Linked DNA regions of Sus scrofa: region 1 is linked to region 2. A link is a contact called in public Hi-C data. All regions are on one chromosome and are shown on one strand. Each heading gives the region's core, a stretch centred on a gene start, on an enhancer-like site or on the middle of the called end of the contact. The rest is flanking DNA. Distances are from core to core; before and after follow the strand shown. Region 1 holds the start of MAGI1 (membrane-associated guanylate kinase, WW and PDZ domain-containing protein 1). Region 2 overlaps MAGI1 (membrane-associated guanylate kinase, WW and PDZ domain-containing protein 1).

The links. Hi-C and Micro-C count contacts between places; a contact is called where the count stands out from the background.
Region 1: a contact with region 2 is called in a Hi-C map of epiblast stem cells, with 1.7 times the contacts expected there. The contact joins the promoter of MAGI1 here to the enhancer-like site in region 2. A contact is called at or near these places in 1 of 5 promoter capture datasets (liver), 11 of 47 Hi-C or Micro-C datasets (embryonic fibroblasts, epiblast stem cells, fibroblasts and 4 more) and 1 of 2 datasets of contacts at active chromatin or transcription factors (skeletal muscle).

What each region holds. Positions count from the first base shown.
Region 1 is chr13:47,564,660-47,570,244 of Sscrofa11.1, reverse strand. MAGI1 (membrane-associated guanylate kinase, WW and PDZ domain-containing protein 1) reads left to right here and starts at 2,105. Exons shown (of 22, transcript XM_021070801.1): 1 at 2,105-3,039. The coding sequence starts at 2,727.
Region 2 is chr13:47,470,637-47,476,466 of Sscrofa11.1, reverse strand. All of the region lies in intron 1 of MAGI1 (membrane-associated guanylate kinase, WW and PDZ domain-containing protein 1), which reads left to right. Among named protein-coding and RNA genes, the nearest start is that of MAGI1, 95 kb to the left of the region's middle. Within about 2 kb of position 1,491, at least 4 of the 83 cell types and tissues checked have an H3K27ac peak or open chromatin away from gene starts, as enhancers often do. A contact at or near this core is called in epiblast stem cells, where this site is marked.

The DNA of each region.
Region 1 (5,585 bases), core at 856-3,355, 93 kb before region 2:
TCTAGGAACTGGGAATACATCAGTAAACCGAACTGACAAAACGTATGTGCTGCCCTCCTGGAGCTTACACTCTGCAGAAAGAAGCAGACCACAGATTTCTTCTCCTAAAAGGCTCTGTGATTTATAAGCAAAAAAGAAAAAAAAAAAAAAAAAAGAAAGAAAGAAAGAAAAAAAAAAAAAAAAAAAAAGCAGCTCAGGAATCAAGAAGCTATAACTATGGTCCTCCATATTGTGTAACAGCACCACTTAAGGGGAACCTGAAAAGTCCCCATGATAGAGTCCATCCCTGAGATTCTGACTGGCTGGATCTGTGTTTGGAAATGGATCTTTTGAAGCTCTCACTCATTTTGATCCAGTTCAAATAGATTGCTTCCAAGAAAAGAGGCTGAAGATGAAATTTTCTTCACCAAGAAGAGCCATGGAAAATTGGTCACTTCCTTCTTTTACAAATACTACAAAGCAACGGGATTTTTCATTTCTGGATATCCCAAGAGAGAAGCATCAACATTCCTCTCTTATTTTTATTAGCTGAGAATAGCACCCTACAATCAGAGCTTTAAAGTGTTTCCATGTATGCCTGTATATTTTAAGTTTCGTAAAGGCGAGGAGGGATTATTGGTATCATCTAATTTGAAATCCCAAATGATTCCTAATTTTCTTTCCAAATACTATACTACTACTACACCAAATTTTTATCGTATGCAAGCTCTTCTCCCTCATAATACACCCAAGAACCTAGTGAGGTATTGCTATATGTACTTAATAAGGGAGAAACTAAGGCACTGAGGGGTCCCCGTGCTTGATCAAGGTCACAGAGACTGGACTGGTGGGGATCTAAACCCCAGAGAAAGGCTCTCAACCGTGACCGCTGTGGCACTCCCTCCTTTCTGAGTCCCTTACACTCCCCTTCCTTATTTAGCACTTGCAATCTTTCCTGGGACCAAAGATGAATAAACAAGTTATAAATCACAGAAGAAAAGAAAATGCTTGGGAGACTATCGCTCAGGCCGATTGGGGAGTATTTAGGGAGGGCAGCCTTGATGGTGCAGGCTATTCTTTCAGTCCGCAGCCCTGAAGCACATTCCCAAACCTGGCAGGAACTGAAGCTGGCTCACCCCCACGCCCCCGGGCGGCGCCGAAGGCAGCCCCAAGCCCGGGGCTGAGAATTCCAATAGGTGTCTGCCGCGCCCCCGCTCCCGCGGGCTCCAGGACGCGGGTGCAGATCCCAGATCTGGGGGTGATTCTTATCTCCTAGCCCCGGGCGGGTCCGAAGGCTGCCCAGCTCAGTCGGGAATTTGATCCTGGGACCAATGCCTGGCTCCAGAAATCTCTGCCCACAAGGGAGTTAAAAAGTTAGACCTCTTTTCACTTGAAGACCCGAATCCCCTCTTGCCTTTGGCTTCTTTCCCTGGTCTAGTTTTCCCACGTCCAAAAAAGTTGGTCTCAAAGTTTGAGTGCGTGTGTGTGGTGTGTGTGTGTGTGTGAGCGTGTGACGCTCATAGGGATCCCAGTTGGGGAATCCAAGAGTCCCCTTCCCCAGGGTCGCAGAGACAGGGGCAAGTCTAGTTCCACGACCCAAACCCAAGGGCGCAGTGCAGGCGGGGAGAAGGGGGGGGGCCGACGCACGCCTTTGGGTTTGGTTCAGGGTTTTAGATTGAAATGTGGCGGGGGTCGGGGTGGGGGTTGCAAGGCAGGCGCCCGGGGCTGGGTGACCAACAGCGTGGCCAGCCACTGGCTGAAGGCGGTGGTGAGGCTTAGGCCGTCGTGAGCGCGTGCTTGTGTGCGTGAGTGTGAGCGCGAGTGGTGAGCCTACCCAACCCCCACCTGTTTTAAATGATTTTAAAATGCCAAAACCAAACTGGCCTATGTTTTCAAAAGTTTCAAACAGTTGGAGTAATACACGTGCGCTTCCCCCAAACTCCCGAAAGAAATTGCTGAGCCCAGGGAACTGAAAGAAAAGGAGGAATCAGAGGTGTGTGGTAAGGAGGGTAAATTGCTTGCTCCTGGCGGATCGGTTTTAGGACCCAACGGGAAGCACTTTGGAATCTCTCCCTTCGGGAAGGCGGGGTGGGGCGGGCCGGCTGGCTGGAGGCCGCGGTGCGCATGCGCGCGCGTCTCCTTTCGCCGGCCGCTGCGCTCGGCGGCGCGGAATAGAATGAACTGTAACAAAACAAGCAGAGCCTTTGTATCTGCTTAAAGGGGCCGCTGGCACTTCCCCCCTGTCCCCCAACCCCCGCTTCGCTACCGCGTCTCCTGGGCTCCCAGCAACTGGCTGGAAGGGCTTCCCTCACGCTCAGGAACAACCCGCCAACGAGAAAAGGCGAGCCAGGCGGGCGGCAAAGAGGAGACACCGCATTTCTAAGAGGCGAGAAAGAAAGGAAGGAAGGAAAAAAAATAACCCAAGCGGCGCAGAGTGGACTCTGGTCCGGGAGAGCACGGTCAGGCGCCGGAACGTGGACGGAGAAGCACCGGAATGCAAACAAAGCTCGCGGGCGCCTGTGCAGGGCTCGCGGGGAAGCCCAGAAAGTTTGTTTTATGATGGCTTGAGTGCGCGAGTGTGTGCGGCGAGCGAGGCTGCCAAGTTTCTCTCTCCCGTTGCGTTTTTTGGGGGGAGATGTCTCTCCCATGAACCAGCGAGGGCCTGGGGGGGGGGCTTGTGCTGCGGAGGGACACCTGTCTCTCACTTATTATTTTTTTTGTGGGGGGGAAGAGGGGTGTAACTCATCATGTCAAAAGTGATCCAGAAGAAGAATCACTGGACTAGCAAGGTTCACGAATGCACCGTGAAGCGGGGACCCCAGGGCGAGCTGGGGGTGACCGTGCTGGGGGGCGCGGAGAATGGAGAGTTTCCTTATGTCGGAGCGGTGGCGGCGGCCGAGGCGTCGGGGCTTCCTGGCGGCGGCGAGGGCCCGCGGCTGGGCGAGGGGGAGCTGCTTCTGGAGGTCCAGGGGATCCGGGTGTCCGGCTTGCCCCGCTATGACGTACTGGGAGTCATCGACAGCTTCAAGGAGGCGGTCACCTTCAAAGCCGTCAGACAAGGTAAGACGGGACGCGCCTCCGGAAGGCGCCCCCAGAAAAGGGGAGCGGCCTGTGGAGACTCCCTCCCCCCATCCCCAATTTCCCGCTTTTCTCCGGCAAACCCGGCTTAGAGGGGAAGTTGAGGCCAAGCGCCTTGAGTTGGTGAAATACACAAAGTTGTTGAGAGATTGTAGGTTGTTTGCCCACCTGAGTAGGGAAGAGGGGCTTAGGTTTGCGCGGGGAAGCGCGGAGATTTTTTTCGCAGGTCGGGTTTGCCAACCTGTTATCTCAGCCACCAAGTGCGGCGCAGCTTCTCCCGCATCTGGAGGAGAGTTGGGGAACTGAAGCCGGGGCTAGGGGACGTTCTTCTGGCTCCCTGGGGGGTCGTTACCGCTGGCGCAGCTGCTGCGTTCTTTGGCCGCTTGTCTGTTTCCACCTGGAGAATGGGTACGAAGGAGGGAAGGGTCTTTGCTTATTGGACGTCCCCCATCAGAAAATAACCTTCACCCCGCAGCAGCCCAGGTGGGTTGAGGCATCACTGCCTAGGTCCCAAAGCCCGCTGCCGGAAGATCCTGCATTCACTCCACAGCTGGATGACGCATGTGTCTCCTCCGTGCTGCCGGGCCGCAGGCTTGTGGGTGGCGGTGGGGGAAGAGAGTGGAGGGGGTATTTCAGCGCCAGTCAAGCCCAAGTTTATACTGCCACCAACATCATCCCTGTGATGATGTTGATAGTTGCTCTTTCGTTCCAGTCTCTTTGTACAGTGCTTTCCTTGCACTGCCTTATTCTGATTCACAACAATTCTGAGAGCGAGTTGTTCTCATAAACCCCATATTATAAGGAAGCTGGGGCTGGAGTTGGTTCAGTTACTTGCCCAAGGTCACAAAGGAGTGAGGGTTTGAGCCCTTGCTGCAGAGCTTTAAGCCCTGATGAGGAAGAGGTTGGGGGATGACCCAGGGAATGTGTTTGAGAGGAGGGAGGAGGAGCAAATTCATCTCTCTCGGAAGCCTGGAGAGGAGTGATGACCTTTCTGATGGCTGCTGGTGGTGGGAGTCCCTTACGACTTAGCTTGGTGCAGGCTAGGGACTGTCTGATATAATCCGGTGCAGAAGGACTGGATTCCCTTAAAGGGGTCCCTTTTACCGATGATGCAGCTTCTCCCCCATGAAAGCACCAGAGTGAGCCTTGGTGAAAAGTTCCCATATGTGCCTGTAGGCCTGGAAGGGCAAGCAGCAGCTGGAGGAATGTGTCAGAGGAAAGGAGGGCTGGGCTGAGCTGATCCTATCTTGGAAGCAGGCCTGTTCCAGGTGAAATGGAGCAAGGGAACTAAGAGAAGAGTTGGTAGCTTTGGGAGCTGAGTGACTGAGCGGTCTGGAAAGCTCTTTCTATTTATGTCCTCATCTTCTACTTGGACACCTCCAAGAAGCCCTCCAGCATCCTGCCAGGACGAATAAATCCTTCTTCCTCTGAACTCCCCTAAAGGTGTATCTTGTGGTTTTTTACTTACTCTGAATTATGAGTTAGGGCCCTCCCCTTATTTCCGTACACTGTGGTAAGCTCTTTGAAGGGAGAGACTGTACTTCCTTCATTCTACATCTCCCCAGCTTTGCCTGAGGTCCAACACCTTACCTCACCTGAGAACGTGTAAACTGTTCTCATCTGTAAACTGAGAACGTGTAAACTGTTCTCATCTGTAAACTGGCTTTCTTGTATTAGGTAAACTACTAAGTGCAAAACAGTGCCTGGCACACAGCAAGTGATCAATAAAGATGGGCTATTATTACGTTTAAACTGAATTGGGGCAGTTATTTATTTCTGAATCTAGGTTTCAATGTCAGGAACCTGAATTGTGAAGCAAATACCAGTACTTGGATTATTAGGACTTGATAGGACTGTAGAGAAAATAACTGTGTTAATGCATTTGATGGGATCAGCTGCAGGTCACTGTGCAGGGGCATTTTGGAGAAAGGGCTGGTGGAAGGTCAGGCGGGAGTACCTGCCTATCCAGTTCGGGGTCTGCTGATGTCTAATGGGTCTGATGGGAACTTGTTCTCAGTGTGCAAGCTACTGCACGTGGCTGAGCCTCCTTCCACTAGTTACCAAAGATCGGGAGGCGTTGTCCCAGGGAACTTTGGAAGGATTGGTCAGATGACTGAGTGTGTTTGGAATCAGACACTTCTGGGTTCTGTAGTGTCTCCCCATCTTATTTCCCTTCACCTAAAACTATTCTGTATGCTACACGTGTGTGTGTGTGTACATCTACTTGTTCTTATGCAATGAGACAGAATAAAGATGTGGATGGGGACACTAGAATGGCCTGGAATCCACCGAGATGTGGAAGTTACTATTTCCTGTAATGATGACAACAGGCACTGCCAGACCATCTAACATCTTCATTACAAAAGGATGTCACAAAAAAGCATCTCATCAGCTTTCTCTTTCATAATGAGACTATGATTTAAATTATGTTACAGAATTGCTCTTCCTGTGTTTTCTTTACTGTGTTTTAATCATATTAGATAAGCTTATGCTTGATACATGGTAAAAGAAAATGTTACTTCTGTGTT
Region 2 (5,830 bases), core at 242-2,741:
AATCATGAGATTGAAAGAATTGTTTTCTGGTACTACGTAGTTAAGATTTTTTTCCCCCCCTTTTAAATATACATTCCTTACCACTCTTCCTGTTCCCTTTGGAGAGCAAAAGTATCGGAAAAAAACAAGTGCATGCGCTTCCTTGTAATATTGGTTTGGTTGTGGTCAAAAACAGGAATTGTGAGTCATGAGCTCCACATGAACAGGAATGAGCCAAGGTAAAATGACATCCTTAGGGTAGGGATCCTCTTTGACAAACAGACTCAGGAATTCGCCATGTTTTAAACAGCTCCCTTAACCTAGAGTCCCTGGATCCCCAGGGGAGTCAGAGGGGGGAAATCAGGGTACATTTTGGCAAGGTAAAAATTAAATCTACATTTTCCCTCACCCCGGACTGAACTTGAGCATTTCCTTCAATTATGAATGTAGGCAACAAACCAGAGCAGCATAAACAATGCCCAAGACTTTGCCATCAGTAGAAATCACGGATATTTTAATATGGCGTGACAGTTCCATTCATGCTTATCTCTAGTTAGAAATTACACTAGTTAGTAGACTCATCACTATTTATTTATGATTTTCAATGCCTTAAAAAAAGTTATAAAATTATTTTGGAAGTATTTAGGCCAACTGTATTTCACTATAATTGATTTCGTTTATATTCTTACACGTTTTATTTTATTCTTTCATAAACATCATTCCAAGAAGGGCCTATGGGTTTCATCCAGCTACCAAAGTCCAGGCACAAAAAAGTTTAAGAGGGAATTTTAAAGTTGAAAGTTTAAGCTGATTTGAATTTGAAGAGTGGTGCTAATATGAATATAATGTGAATCATAGGCAATTAACATTTTTCTAATAGCTATTTAAAAGAATAAAATGAAGTAGGGTTAATTGATATTAATAATGCGGTTTATTCTTGCATAAATAAAATTAATTTTAATTGATAAATTAATTACATTTAATTGAGTTAATTTTAATGATATTCAGTTCAACTGAATCTATTCAGGATATTATTATTTCAACAGGTAGTCAATATGAGGTTACTAATGAGATATTTTACCTTTTTCCCTATACTTAATCTTTGAAATCAGGTATCTTTTACACTTAAAGCGCATCTCAATTTGGACAGTATGATTCCCTTAGCAATACTTGATGTGTATATACATGTACCAGAGCTTAGTTGAAAAAGTAGATTCAGATGGTTTTAAATACAATGAAAACTTTTCCATTAGCTGCATTGTCATTTTAATTTAAATCACTGAAGATGAAATAAAATTTAAGATACAGTACCGTAGCCACACTGGCCACCTTACAAGTACTCAGACCTGTCTGTGGCCTGTGGTCACGGTGTTGTTTAGCTCAGCGCTGGTGCCTGGACACAGCCCTTCACAAGGAGAAGCAGGAATAGGGCGCTGGGGAGATTTCCTTAGGATGACCGGCACTGTTCTGTTACTTTGTTTAGTGAACCAAGTGCTTGTTTTGGTCCTGTCCTCAAAGTCTCCCCAGCTCTCTGCCTGTTCCCAGTAGACCCTCACCCTGCCTGTCCCCTAATAGACCCATAGAGAAGATCGAACTTTGGCTGGAGGTTTCTGTGATGCTAGGCAGGCATTTTCATTTAAATGGTGGCTTTTGCAGATGAGTGGGGGGTGCATTTTAAAATTTCCATTCCATTCTGTTGAAGAGGGATTTACAAATTCTTGGAGAGGAAATAGTCTAATTTTTTTTCCTTAACCCCTTGGCATAATAACAGCATTTAATTTACATATGAATTTATAGTACTTGTATCCCCCCCATGCATATAGTGTTTTGCAGGGTTCCATTTAATAATTAATTTTTACCTTAGTCCTTACTTTCTGGATCCAAAGCCTGTCACTGATCATCATTCACCAGCTATCAGTGGGGGGTATGTGTGTAAGTATGTATGTGTGTGTGTCTGTGTACGTGTTGAGGTGTAGCATATAATAAAGTTTCAGGTGTACAACATAGTGATTCACAATTTCTAAAGATTTTACTCCATTTATAGTTGTTATAAAATATTGGCTATATTCCTTGTGTTGTTCAATATATCCTTGTAGCTAATCTATTTTATACATAATAGTTTGTACCTCTTAACTCCCTACCCCTATACTGTTCCTACCCCATTCCCTCAAACCCCCACCCCCACCGCACTGGTCTCCACGTTTGTTCTCTTATATCTGTAGTCTGTTTCTTTTTTTGTTATATTCACCAGTTTGTTTTATTTTTCAGCTTCCAGAGGAAAGTGATAATATACAATCTTTGTCTTTGACTTATTTCACTAAGTGTGCTACCCTCCTTCCTGGTCCATCCATGTTGTTGCAAACGGCTACGAAGTAGGCATGCCTGGTGTTTCCAGTCTTTTGGGGACTGAGTGGAAATGCTCATCCACAGGGAGGTCCTTTACCAGGAAGGTTCAGTGAGGCTCCACGCTTCCCACCACAGACCAAAATCGCCAGATGTCTTTTTCTTTTCAGGAGCGGGTCTCTGAAGTTAAGCTGGGTGATTCAGCCAGCGCTAAGCTCTCCGCTTGGGCGGTCTAGCTTTACTTTCATATCCTAACGTGTGTGTCTAATTTTTGATCCTGGATGTGGCTTTTTCATTTCTTTTGCTTAAAACTGACAAGCTGTGAAAACATTATGAACCAATAGAGTTACTAGCCCGATCCAGTTCACTATTTCCTAGATAAAAATGTTTAAACATTTAGGGTTTAGGTGGATGGTGGCGGGGGCAGTTGGATACTGTGGATAAGTGAATTCTGCCCAAGAGGGACTCCTGGGTATGTTTGGCTCTTTGGAGAGAATGGTGAACTCTTTGGGACCTTAGAAACTTAGAAGCCTGTCTCACACCGCAGCTGAACCCTAGCCCTATATGTTCAGTATTATACTGTACTAGGGCTTTTGAAAGAGAATAAAAGGTACATTTACTGCTCTTGGGGCATCCTTAGGCTTGGTAAAATGAAGCTGTAAATTTCGACAAGTCTAAATGATAATTGAGGCAGAAAGAAGGTACTATTTTATTTAATTCTACACCTAACAGAAACCTAACCATTTCCAGCCAAGCAGTAGAAATAACAACAGAAACAGCAGTTGGCATTAATTGATTCATTCAACAAATGTTTAGTGGCTGCTTCCTATGTGTCAAGCACTGTTCTAGAATATAATGACCCACGCAGTGGACGCACAGTTTGCTCGGGTGTATCATGTAGGCATTGGGAATGCATCGGATACGACCCAGGCCCACTTTCATTTTAATGAGTTGAGCAGATAAAAATTTATCACTGCATGTCATCGTGGCTGCCTTGGAAGTGTGCTCAGTGACAAATGCTTTGAAGAATACGGAGCGATAAGTCTGGTGAGGACACCTGAAAAGAAGTGACATTTGCCTTCTTTGCATATCTTTTTTTTTCTGTGCGTCCTTCTGCTCTTGTCATCTTCTTAGGTGGGTTATTGGGTAGTTAAGGAGACTGTGGTTGAGTCAAGTCAGTCCTTTTGCTTTGGGACGTAAAATTCAGCTGCCTGGTTCATGGATAGTGTATGGGCAGCAGCATCTTCATGCCTCGTAGTTTGTTTCTTAAATGATGGCTAAGAGAGTTAATGATGCTAAAATCAAAACAGAGTTTAAATTGTGAAAGCAATTTCAAGCAGTTTAAATTTTATGTCATTTCAGTAGTTGCCTACTTCCTAGGCCTCTATGGCTTTTGAAATCCGTGAGTTGAAGATAAATGTCTTCGCTTGTGACATAATGATTTGTTTCACAAATTTTTTGAATCAGCCAAGCCTGTTTGAGTTGTGTCCTTATAAAAGAAAGACTTCCAAAATTCAAACAGGGGTTTTGGTTTTTTTTTTTTTTGAGTCAGCCCTTACTGAACTTTCCAAGAATTTCCAGGCCCTTGGGTTTAACACAAACTGTAGTTTAATGAGCTCGCCAGGTACTTTCAATCCCATTTCAAGGTTTACCATAGCTCTACTTGAGCAGTTTGGACATTATTATAGTAAAAGGGCAAATGTAGTGGGCATTTTATTCAGGCTGTTGCAGTAGAGAAAACTTTCATTAATGAGCAAAGTCACAAGGTAGAGAGAGAAACTCTGATAAAACAGGAGAATCATTTGAGAAGGTCCAGTTGGGTCTTAGCTCAGAATATTCCAAGGCTGAGTGGCCCTTTGCTGTTAGCCCTTTCTTGGAATACAAAAGGGTCACCAAAAAGAGGAGGCATGTCTTGAACTGGACTCCTTGCCTTGGCCTTGAAGTTCAACACTGTCAGAGTATACAGGACAAAAAGGTACTGCTGATTCCAGCTTTCACTTAAAAGCTTCAGTAGGTAATCAGAGAAGTGTCACTTATAATTAGTGACATTTGATCATAACAGTTTCGTGGTAGCTTGCCTCATTGTGCTCATTTGATGGTTTTAAGATAAAAGTACAGGATTTTTTAATCCTTACCATTTTTCTGAAGCTGAAATCTAGAGCAATGCTGTTGTTTATTCTTTCCTCTTCTTAGGTTAATCATATGATTTTTCTAGGAGTGGAGACTAGTTATACCTTGCAGGTCTGTTTGGGGTTTTACAAATTTGAATCCCAGCCTCCGTATGGATACAACCATAAATATAAAGGGACAGAGGCCTACTCTCTTAGCATTTTGTTGGTCTGCTTTCAGGAACTGTTTGCTATGGTTTATAGATCTTATTCTCTTGTAACATTGGGATTCTGTTTCCTTTAGGGACTGCAGGAAGCACAAGCTGGGGAATGATTTTACATAACAATCAGGAGAAAATGTTACTTATTTATAAGTTACTCAGGGCCTGAAGGCCTTAGGGTACAACACATAATGCAATATAGAAAACAAACCAATTTTCCTTGACATTTAGCTGTAAATTGAAATTAATTCAAATAAAATACCTGCGATGAAACACTTCAGCAGTGGAATTGTGCGAACTCCTCGGCTTTCTGGTTTTGTCATTTTAGATTTAACTTCCAAAGTGTGTCCTATCAACTTATTAGCTGGATCAAATCCCCCAGCCAGCCACATTTCCCTGTACTTTCTTTGTAGGTGAAAAACTACTGGAGTATTTAAAATTTTATGTGTTTGGTTCAGTGTGGATTGTATCTTTCCTGCTTGTCATTCCCTTGTGTCCAGCCCTGCTTCTGGAGTCTGTGCCGGTTGGGGAGATGAGGGGGGGTGAGGGGACCGGAGAAGCAGTGTACTGCTGGGTGTGTGTGTGTGTGTGTGTGTTCATGATACCATTTTTGGGTAATGGATGACTGCAAAACATCGAGGTCTGCCTACTTGTGGGCAAATGACATAACCAACAGCTTACTGAACGCCTTGCCAAGACAAATAGGATTGAGCTGTTCCCACTCCTGGCTGTACCCGCCTAAGCTGAATTTCATTCTGTCCTTGGCTCTGGCTTTCTCTAACCTGGAGAAACGTGCTGACATTTGGGCCCAAAGGGGAGGGAGGAGAGGACCAAAAAATAGAGTGTGGTAAATTTTTTTTTTTTTTTTTTTTGTCTTTTGTCTTTTTAGGGCTGTACCTGCAGCGTATGGAGGTTCCCAGGCTATGGGTTGAATTGGAGCTACAGCTGCCAGCCTATACAACAGCCACAGCAACTCTAGATCTGAGCCACATCTGTGACCTACACCACAGATCATGGCAACCCTGGATCCTTAACCCACTGAGTGAGGCCAAGGATTGAACCTCCGTCCTCATGGATACTGGTCAGGTTCGTTAACCATGGAGCCACCACCCATTTTTTTTTTTTTTTTAAATTAGGGTACAATTGATTTACAATGTTGTGTCAATTTCTGCTGTATAG